2 separate regions of the Mus musculus genome follow, and region 1 is linked to region 2. A link is a contact called in public Hi-C data. All regions are on one chromosome and are shown on one strand. The core of a region is the stretch at or near the end of the contact, and the rest is flanking DNA. Distances in the headings are between cores, read along the strand shown.

Evidence for each region. A called contact is a pair of places that touch in the nucleus more often than the background predicts.
Region 1: a contact with region 2 is called in a Hi-C map of cortical neurons, with 2.2 times the contacts expected there. The contact joins two enhancer-like sites. A contact is called at or near these places in 2 of 484 Hi-C or Micro-C datasets (both in cortical neurons) and 1 of 115 datasets of contacts at active chromatin or transcription factors (pancreatic cancer cells).

The regions. Positions count from the first base shown.
Region 1 is chr2:4,225,944-4,231,320 of GRCm38.p6, reverse strand. All of the region lies in intron 1 of Frmd4a (FERM domain containing 4A), which reads right to left. Among named protein-coding and RNA genes, the nearest start is that of Gm39752, 19 kb to the left of the region's middle. Within about 2 kb of position 2,545, at least 28 of the 459 cell types and tissues checked have an H3K27ac peak or open chromatin away from gene starts, as enhancers often do. A contact at or near this core is called in cortical neurons, where this site is marked.
Region 2 is chr2:3,725,363-3,730,570 of GRCm38.p6, reverse strand. The region is part of intron 1 of Fam107b (family with sequence similarity 107, member B); the gene reads right to left. Among named protein-coding and RNA genes, the nearest start is that of Fam107b, 15 kb to the right of the region's middle. Within about 2 kb of position 2,805, at least 209 of the 459 cell types and tissues checked have an H3K27ac peak or open chromatin away from gene starts, as enhancers often do. A contact at or near this core is called in cortical neurons, where this site is marked.

The sequences.
Region 1 (5,377 bases), core at 1,296-3,795, 500 kb before region 2:
TTGGTGTTAATGCTGGGAAAATTGAAGGCAAATCGGAAGCGGTTGGTTTGGAGTAGGCATGTAGTTTGGGGTGAGAGATACTCTGAGATGTACAACATGTCTTACTCGAATTGGGGTCAGATGTTGAAGTAAGGATAGAACGAGACAGCAGACCATCGCATCCGTTTGCACAACTACAGTCTGCTATTGTTACTATTTGGGCTTCTTCAGTTTTCTTTTCATTGATAGCAATTCCACGTGGACTGATGTGTTCAGTAAACTGGTTCTTGGTAGAATCCAGAATGGACAAGTCTGTTAGCACAAACAGCTGCCATGGCTCACTGACCTCAGTTTACCTCCATGAGAAACAGGCATCAAAGCATAAAGCCCTTTCACCCAGATATGGCCATATTTGATTTGTCTATATACCACATAGATTTCAAAGTCACTTGCAACTAATAGCTAATCTAAACGACAGTACTACCTAGGCTACATCACTAAAATGGAGGAGGAAACAGAGACTAAGAGTTATCTTTGAAGGAGACTGTTACCATAGCTTCTGTTGTACCTCAAAGGGGAGGTGGGGGTTATTTGCTATTTACAAGGGGGCAAACAGGATCCCTTTATATTTATAAAGTCCCCTTGGTATCTGGGAGGACAATAGCAGCTATGGAGGCTGACCGTCTGGGATGCAAATTCCTCTGACTTTCCCGTACTCTAATGACCTTATCTATGAAAGGGGAAAGTAATTTAGTCCCCGTGGAGAGATTTGCTGAGGTGATTGAAAAGGGAAATCAAAGACTGAACAAACCAATCACAGCTGGGTGTTTGGAAGTCACATTATGTAAGTGTATACATCTCTGTTCAGGACTCAGGCCTGCCCGTTCTGCGAGTAGAAAGTGTGCCTTGGTTAGCCCTGGACCCAATGCAATATAGCTAAGTCCTAAGTCACTTGTCTTCCTAGGCTAGTCATGATAGACTTTTAAGAAAATATGCATTTATTTATCTGTGTGTGTGTTTGTATGGGTGTGAGTGTCAGAGCGAGAGGGAGTGAATATGAATATAGGGACCAGGTTTCAGGCCTGCTCACAAGTGCCTCTAGCCCCTGAGCCACCTGGCTGGGTTCTGTTTATTTATTTCTATTAGATCCTGTGTCCTGCATCCATCCATATATCTGTCATTTGTTTACGTATCTCTCCAGCTTTGGTCTTAGTATAGTTTGTCTCTTCTGAAACTTACCCTGACCTCTGCTGGTCCGGCAGGCTGAGAGGCAGACCTAAGGGCAGACTTACACAGCTGGAGCATTTTGAGTGGCTTGCTTCCTTTCTCTTGGGGATGGAGTCTGTTATCACTAGAATGGGTCGTTACAAATATAAGCTCCCCTACCCATGCCCTTCTTGCTGTAACTTCACTTTATTATGTCTTTAATTCCTTTCTGATTTCCACCATGGGTCAAATATAATGAAGCTCGTTTTGTAAATAACTCAGCCTCAGGTAGTCTACTACAGCACGAGGAAACAGATCAAGATGTCCTCTGCCTGAACTTCCTGTCTGACTACCTATCATCTATTTATCCATTCTGGGTTGCCTTGTGATGCACACCACACCCCTTGGCAGAGAGAGGAAGATATGGCACTCTGATGGATGCTCGAGCCCCCTTTACAGTTGCTGGCTCTTGCATTAGCACCTGGGTGGTAAGGAAGGCAGCATCCTGCTCGGCTTCTGGGAAAATAGTGGGTTTTGGAACATTTTAATGATGGGGAAGGTCAAGAACTTGAATGCAGTTTCCTCTCTGCAGATCTTCCCTCCCCAGCCTCACTCCTTTTATCATATGAGATTTCTTTGCATATCTGAAGAAAGTTATCAACATCTTTCTTGTCTTTTTTTTTTTTTTTCTGGACAAATACTTTCAGCTCCATTCCAATAAAATTCAAATTTTCTTCTCTAAACACAATAGTCCTTAGCACAGTGACAAGAGCAGAGTGACCTGTCTTACTTCTTTGTGTGTGTACATGTTGATGTGCACACACACATCTGGATAGATGCACATGTTCCTCTGCACACACACATCTGGGTTGATGCATATACGTGTGTAGAAATGTGCATGCAGGATCTGAGGCCATCACTGAGTTCTTCCTTTATGGGTCTCTATCTTACTCCTGGGCATCGGGCTTTCTCACTGAATCTGGAGCTCCCTGAATGGCTAGACTGGCTTCCATCAAGCCCCTGCGACCCTCTTATCTCTGTCTCCTCTGAGCTGGGATTACAGACAAATGCTATCACTCCCAGCCCTTTCCATGGGAACTGGAAATTGAACTCGGCTCCTGGAGCTTCCATGGCAAGCACTTCACTAACTGAGCCATCTCCCCAGCTCAGCCATGTGACTCTCTACAAGATGCTTATGATAAGATCTTCTTCCTGTCCTGATCGTAAGCTGATAGCTTCGTGCTCAGAGCTAGAGAGCATTGGTCTTTTTAATGGTTTCAGCTGTGTGTGGACACCACAGGGCTTATTGTCAGTGAAGTCCTTGGTGCTGTTTCCTAGCAGCTGAAAATGCATACATCTCTCCTCTCTCCTGCTCACTCTGCCCTTCCAGCCTGCAGCAGTTCCCTCTAGAGGTTCATTCTGTCACCAGCAGATTACCCATTCTGCCTGGCTTTGTGTCATCTGCCTGACAATGTCACTGAGCAGAGGAGGGATCCCAATGAATGAGACAGTCACTCTGAAGTGTGCCCGACCTTGCTCACCTCTTTCAGCCTGCCCATCCCCCAGATTCTCTTTGCGCTGTGCTCATGTGTCTTCTAGGATCTGTCTTTGGGCTCAGCTGTTTGGCTCATGAAGACCACTGTAGGTGTGTGTATGTGTATGTGTGTGTGTGTGGGGGGGGGGGCTTGCTTCTGTCTCAACATGCTGACTGTTTCTTTCCTGTTGGGATTGTGGAATCCTGGGTTTCTATTTAATTCTGGAACTACTCTCAGTAGCTCCCCAGGGCTTCATCTGACCCCACACCTTACACAACTTCTTTTTACATCCTCCTTCATGATGTCTTGCCTCTGAGCACTGCTACGCTAACCTTCAGTTCAGGTCTGCTGTTAGGAGGTTCCATGAAAATAACACAGGGGGAAGGGAGGCTTCTTATAGCAAACACCGCTATCTCAGCCCTCATGGTTCACTTAGGAAGATAATACACGGCGCAGAGGCGGCGGAGGGCGGGGCCCCCGTCATTGATACATTGGTATCAAAGGCAAGGTGGATTAGAGGTCTTCTCTATCACAGACCTGTAAGGAAATCCTAGTTGAGAAAGAAGGTGGTGGGGACTCATCCCCTTAACCCCTATAGTCTTGTCACCACCTCTTCAAAGCCACTTTCTTGGAGTGCCCCTAGAACTTGAAATCTCTTTCCTCTCACAGCTGATCTTCCTGTCACAGTTGGCTCCCAGTGTCATCTTCTTCCCACAGGATCTGCTGCTGGCTCTCAAAGGGTATTTCCACGGGGGAGGGAAGGGTATCTAATGTGATTGCTGCTGGCCAGCTTCCCATCCATTGTCCAACTGTTCTTCATTGGTCTGGGCAGCTAGCCCCATGCATGCACAACATGAGGCGGCTTATCAGCACCATTTCCCACACAGGACTGGCGAGTCCAGCGGTGTGCTGTCACCTGCTGTAGGAGAACAAAGGCCTTCTCCCCCCATCTTCTTCCCCAGAGTGCTGGGAATCAGGCCAGCTTCATTCTGTGTTTTCAAACATGCTAGTTTCTGTGGCAGCTTTTATAATGATTATCTCCCGAGAGTCTTGGCCTCAAAACACTTTATTTATTGAGGGTGGAAAAAAATTCACCCTTTTTAACCATTAAAACCAAGAAGGTATAGTTTTACTGGAATGTTTTCCCTTGTGGGAAAATCTCTCCTTTGCCGCTTGAGGGGAGCCATTGGCCATAGTGTGCACTGACTGGATGGGACCAGCCTATGGCAGAGAGCCAGGGCTCATAGGTCAGATACACAGGTATTTTCTAGAACGTGTTTTGTGCTATCTTTCTAAGTCCATAAATTCAGCCCCTGGGCATACATTGCTTTGTGAGACTTGTACTCTTCCACGTGAGTAAGTCCAGTTATTCCCTGGGAGAGCGAAGGTGACATTCTCAGGGAGGAAGAGAAGAGCAGAAATGTCTCTGGAGTGGGTGGCACTGTGACTGTGTGGCACACACAGTAAGTATAAAATAGTAACGTGTTGCTGGCAGCAGGGAGAGTATTTATAGCAGAGACCTAAGGATGACTGGGGAGGAAAAACCCTCTGAATAGTGACTGGCGGAGAGGCTCCAAGCTGATGTTTTGTCTAAAAGATATTCTTATTTCTGCCTGAGACCTGGAAGCTACAGGATCACCAAGACAGAATATTTGTGCTGGTCATAGATCATGAGCAAGTCACACTTCCTATAGCTCCGCCTCACACAAGATGGGAAGAACATGGCCGAGAGAGAAGTGCTTGGTAGCCTAGTGGATGCGTGTTTCACTGCTACGGCAGAATCCTCAGGAGGAAGGGGCACACACACATACACACACACACACACACACACACACACACACACACACACACACACACGGGTGGGAGGCTGAGAACCTGAGAACACCACCACTGTCTGTATGTTGGTGACATACACGTGGTATGGGCACATGGCCTGGGGAAGGTACAGTGGACCTGAGAAGGACTCAGTCAGAAATCGTAGACTCTGGTCGAGGGAAATGGAATGGGGTTAGAATTTGGTGTGTCACCTGAAGCATCTGCAATTGTTTAGAGATCAAAGGTCCTTATTAGCAAGGGAATCAACTTGCCAATGAGGTATCTCAAGTACTTTAAATCTTTTAACTTTATAACTGTGACTAGTGAACTCCATAGGCTGGGCTCAGTGCCTCGAGATACATCTTTTGGTTGGTGAGAATTCTCAAGCTTTTTATATTACTCTTCTCATTACTGTGACTGAATAGCAGGCATGATGGATATGGCTTGAGGGAGGAAGGGTTTGTGAGCTCATGGCTAAAGAGGACACAGTTCATCATGGTGAGGAAGGCATGGAGGCTGGGGCACTGTGTAGCCACAGGACTGTGTTTAAGACTTCAAGGCTTGTCACATCCCGACAAACCAGAAAGTGGAGAGCTTGGTTCAGAAGTGAGCCCACTGCCTATAACCTTTCAAAACCTACTCCCATACCCAATGAGCCCATTCCTCCAACTAAGGACACTTCCTAAGCACCCCCCGCACCCCCCCCCCCAGCCTCTTTAAGCTTCATTGCTAGAGTTCAAACACAGGAGCCGACAGGCCAGTACATATGTAAACCATACCAGTTTCTGATTTTGTTAAAAAGAATTGCCCACATTAAGTATCCATTAGAGTTAACACTGAAG
Region 2 (5,208 bases), core at 1,556-4,055:
TCTGCCTGAAGAAGCAACTCTGAGGACCCCAGACTCCTCCCGCTGACCTCACTCCCTCACCCCTACCTTCCCAGAAGTCAAGGAAAATAAGGCTTCCCAAACCAATTCTCACCAGGCTGGAAAGTAAAAGAACTCAGCGTCCTCTCCTTCTTCTTCTGCATTCCCCTGCCTCCTTTTCTATACAGTCCTAGCCAGCTATGTCTTAAGGGGTTTACTAAGCTCCTAGGAGCTCCCAGAAAAGACCACTGTCTCCTAAGAGAATCCAGAAGAGCTACAATAACAGATATCATGGCAATATGCTGGACTCAAGTTTCCATATTAGCTGAGCAAACAGACAGTCATCTAAAACAAACCCAGAGAAGAGAGCTCAGGGAACCACAAGGCACAGTGTCTTTTAGAATTCAAACAGTAAATATGCAAAGAGAACAACCAGGTCTCTCCAATGACGGTCAACACACCACAGAAGCCCCTGTGGGACAAATCTTCACTCACACACGCAATGAGTATCTCTCTGCAACCATGTGCATGCACGCTGGGTGTCTGTATTTAACAACTACATTCACATCACTGCTTTAAGAGTGCACAAAGACGCTGTTACTAACAATACCTGGACTAATCACTCAAGCCTGGACAAATACTGACCCTGTGCTAGTTTCTTTCCTGCTCTCCGCCTGCCACTAACACGGGACCCTGGATCTCACTTGCTTGAGCATAGTGCTACTCTCAACCAGCAAACACTTCTCAAGTAGCAGGCCTGTGAGAAACAGCAAACACCCTAGACAAGGTCACCTCTCAGCTTCAGTGCTCTCCTGGCTTTGGGTGACCAGTTCTGGTTGGTTATGTGCTAGATTCCTGACCTCTACCAACACTGTTCCTTCTCCCATTCCCACTCCCAACCCTTCACCTCCACATCCATCCTGGACCCCTGAAGACCTCCCTTCTCTGCAGAACACCTCCTTGTATCTCAGAACCAACCTTGCCACCTTCCCTTGGAGTGTAAACCACTGATCGCTTTGGTTACACCACAGATCGTCTCTTGTGTCACTCCTAAATCTATCCTTTTGAACCCTAAGCCAAAATGCCATAGTATTTGGAAGTGGGACATTGTGAAGGAAATGCAGAGTCGAGCCCTTGTGATGAATTCACACCCTTGGAGAAGGGATGAAGAAAAGTGTTTTACTTTTCCTCTCTGCCATGTCAGGATATAGCAAGAAGTATCCATAAACCTGAATGCAGGCCCTTCCTAACTCTGACCCTGACAGTGCCTTCATCCTGGCATTCTCTGCCTCTAAATAAGAAGGGAATGATGGTCACTTAAGACACTCAACATCTAGCAGCCCAAACTAACAGCCACCCACACTTTTATGCCGAGAGGTGTCCCCTCCATTCTTCAATTAGCTTTTATGCTGGAGAGATTTATGTCACACAAGCTAACATCATCTAAGAGGAGAGAACCTCAACTAAGAACATGAGATCAGGCTGTGGGCCAGCCTGCTGTGGGCCAGTTTCTTTTTTCTTTTTCTTTCTTTCTTTCTTTCTTTCTTTCTTTTTTTTTTTTTTTTTTTTTTTTTGGTTTTTCATGGCAGGGTTTTTCTGTGTAGCCCTGGCTGTTAGGGAACTCACTCTGTAGACCAGGCTGGCCTTGAACTCAGAATTCCGCCTGCCTCTGCCTCCCAAGTGCTGGGATTAAAGGCATATGCCACCACTGCCTGGCAGGACATTTTCTTGATTCATGGTTGAAGGCTCAGCTCCCTGTGGGTGGTCCTGGGTTATTGGGGGAGGAGAAAAGCTGAGCAGGCCATGGGAGCAAGGCAGTAGGCAGCATCAGTCCATGGCCTCTGCATTAGCTCCTGCCTCCAGGTTCCTGTCCTGGCTTCATTTGATGATGAACAGCAAGCTGGAAGGATAGGCCCAACAAACCCTTTCCTCCTCAGTTGGTTTTTGGTCATGTGCTTCATCACAGCAACAGAAACCCTAGCAAAGATGATCCCAAAGCTCCAGCCTGAGCCCTCTGCCCCTCTTATCTCTATTCTACCACTGCTTAAAGCACAAGAGCCCAAATCTGAGACAAATTCTCTTGAGTACCAATGAGATCAAAAGTCTCATGCCATTGGACAGCCACGTCAACAGTCATGTACGAAGTCACATCATGACACCATCCTGGGGAAATACACAAGGAGGGTGCTACTGGCACCTACACATAGACATGGTGCCTACACTTTACCTGCCAGCTCATTGAGGGGCAGAAAGCAAAGATGAGAACTCCTGAGTTCATGAGGGAAAAGGGCATCTCACATAACACCCAGTTCTAGGCAACATCAAGTTCTTACTCTCTCTTGTGCGCTGTTAGAACCAATAAGTGATGTCACAAGCCTGCAAGACTAGGGCTACGGTGATGTTTGAGATGTCTCAGTCACCCACCATGAGAACAACTCATGTTTTATTCTCATGTTTATCTACAAAAACACATTTCTCTTATATTTATTTACAAAAACCTCACAAATATATTCAACCACAGGGTGTCTCTCGGCCCTAAAAGTCAAAATGGAGAAACAGCAAAGAAAGTTCTCAACCGTGTAAACAAATGCCGAGGCTTTTGTATATAATATGAGAAACTATTTCTAATACCTAATATGTTTTAGACTTTCTACAAGATAAACAGGAACCTGATTCTTCCACACAGAATTTCAAACTTCATCATTTCTTCCTCGCAATAAAACCATCACCAGCTCAGTAACTAGTGACTTCCGTTTCCTGTTCCTGTTTGTATTCTCTGTGGTGGCAAGCACATGGGCTAGGTATGATAAGGCAAGACCATGTGTGACAGCCAACAATGCTGTTGTAAGTTAGAGGTCAAGGACGAGAGTCCTTTAGGTCCTGTGTGACTCCACAGCTTCAGCACGTTTTATAAAGTAAGAGCTAGGGAGAGATGAAGCATGAGGACACTGAGAAGCCAGGTGGCCATGCATATCCCTGTATCCAGCCAGGTGGCCATGCATATCCCTGTATCCAGCCAGGTGGCCATGCATATCCCTGTATCCCAGGCACTCTGGGGTTCAGTGGAAGGAGAGGCAAGTGTGTTGCTGGGGCTCACTCACTATCAGGCTAGCTCAGGCTCAGTAAGAGACTATGTCAAGGGCATACGAATACATTAGGGAGTTTCAGAATCCTCCTCTGGTCTCCACACCCATATACAGACACTATAGTCTCCCTCCAGCCCTCTCTCCCTCCCTCCCTTTTCTACACACACACACACATACACACACACACACACACACACACACACACACACACACACAGAGTTGTAAGTTCTCTAAAGCACCATCTCATATTGAATCCAATGCTAATTGTTGAAAACTCCTCCCTGGGCTATTACTGCAGTGACACACTTCAGAGACACAGTTGGGGTATGAATTTATAGAGAAGTATCAAATGAATCACCCACACATAAAAAACAATTTATCTCCATTTAAAAAGCCATGTTGATCCACATGACGTGAGCAAAAGCGCACAGACCAAGTGTCTGACAATTACTCTGAAGGACTATAAATAGGCTGTTTTTGAAATTAGTCAGCTATGCATGCTGTTCTTCTCAAAGCACATGCGTGCAACATGTTCCAGACAGTACACAGGCTGCGTAGTTTCTAGCAGAAACGGACTGGAGTGAAAAACAACAGTGTTGCTAGAGTCACAGATCTCAGCCATTAACTGTGAAACAGGAAGTGCACAAAGAATTGTAATTTAGGGGCACTGAAAGCAAACAAGCGTTCTCTGGGCACATCTAAGGAGTGCTGCTGCAAAGCCAAGCGTGTTTCTATTTTACCACAAACTGTATGAATCATGGATCAGAGAACAAACCGTATCCGAGTGGATGCTGTTCTCCATCTGATCCTGGAGCGCTCTGGTAACACGGTTAACTAGTCTAATGAACAGCTCTGGGGCAAGCTCTCTGAGCTTCCTGTGCTGCACAGGGAAGGGGTGACTGCAGCCTTCGCTGCCTCAAGGAACTAAGGCTAACCTCAGGAAGTCGGCACCAGACACCTTTTCTCTCCCTCCCTCTCACCAGAGTGGGTGACTTAGGGCCTGAATTCCTCCCCACCTACCATCCACACACTTCCCCAGAGGTACCTTCAGAAAGCCTCAGGTCTAGAACTGCCCAGTGTAGGGAAAAGAAAGGGATGAGCAATTCCCTGGTGGCTCCCAAGTCAATTTCCTGGTGACTGTTCAAGTATTTAAAGACTATGTAGTGATTTTATGAAATAGAAATGATCAAAGGAACGATTTGTTTCTTTTTTTTTCTTTTGCATGTGAGTTGGCTCAAGATACTTATTAAAACATACTATCCGTCCAAATATACCTAGACATTTTCTAGGAAACTTGAAGCAGCTAGCAGCCCAAAGCTCATGCAATGCCTTTTTAAAAGCTGGGAGAAATTACCAATTAAAAAAAAAATTCATACAGCTCTTCAGGGTACACAGAAGGCCCTGGAAAGAATGTTTTGGGGCAATAAAATACTGTATTCCTTCAACAAAAACAACAAAAAAAAAAAGACATTAAAATAGTAAGAGAGGAAGAGAGGCAGGACCACTGTTGTTAGTATGATCAAGTATTTGTGAGCTGGTGATTATGGAATGTTTCTGCTTTAGTGAAGACACGTTAGTTATAGTCCTATATCATTTAGTATTCACATAAACATTAGGTATTAGGGTGTTTTTCTACTGTGAGTTTAGACTCCAAGCAACCACCACTAGTTGTGCAGTCTCGGGAAGGCTCCCTAAACATCTAAGCATTAGATTGCCCACCATTGCCCAACCCCCTCAAAAATGGATTAAATCAGATGGCCTCCTGCTTTCTGTGGCTTTTGTTAGCATCACTTTACAATGTCAAAATCTTCTATCATTCCAGGTTTCATCTTTTTTCAATACCTTATGGTCAGAGCCAAGATTTACTTGACACCAACTGCACAGTCAAAAGCATGGTCTTTACTTAAGGCACTGTGGGAGGAATGCCCAACTCTTAGAACCGTTGTGATGATGATCCTTGTCATAATGTGGTTTCCAGAAGCACGCTATGGTATACCAAGAGAATGATCATCCACACAGGAGGAACCAATATATTTCCATGCCCATCAAATGCTGAGGGTATCCCCAGATCTGACTGTAGTGGCAGCGTGTAGCTTGCTTGGAGAGTGAGCCAATTTCAGTTGCT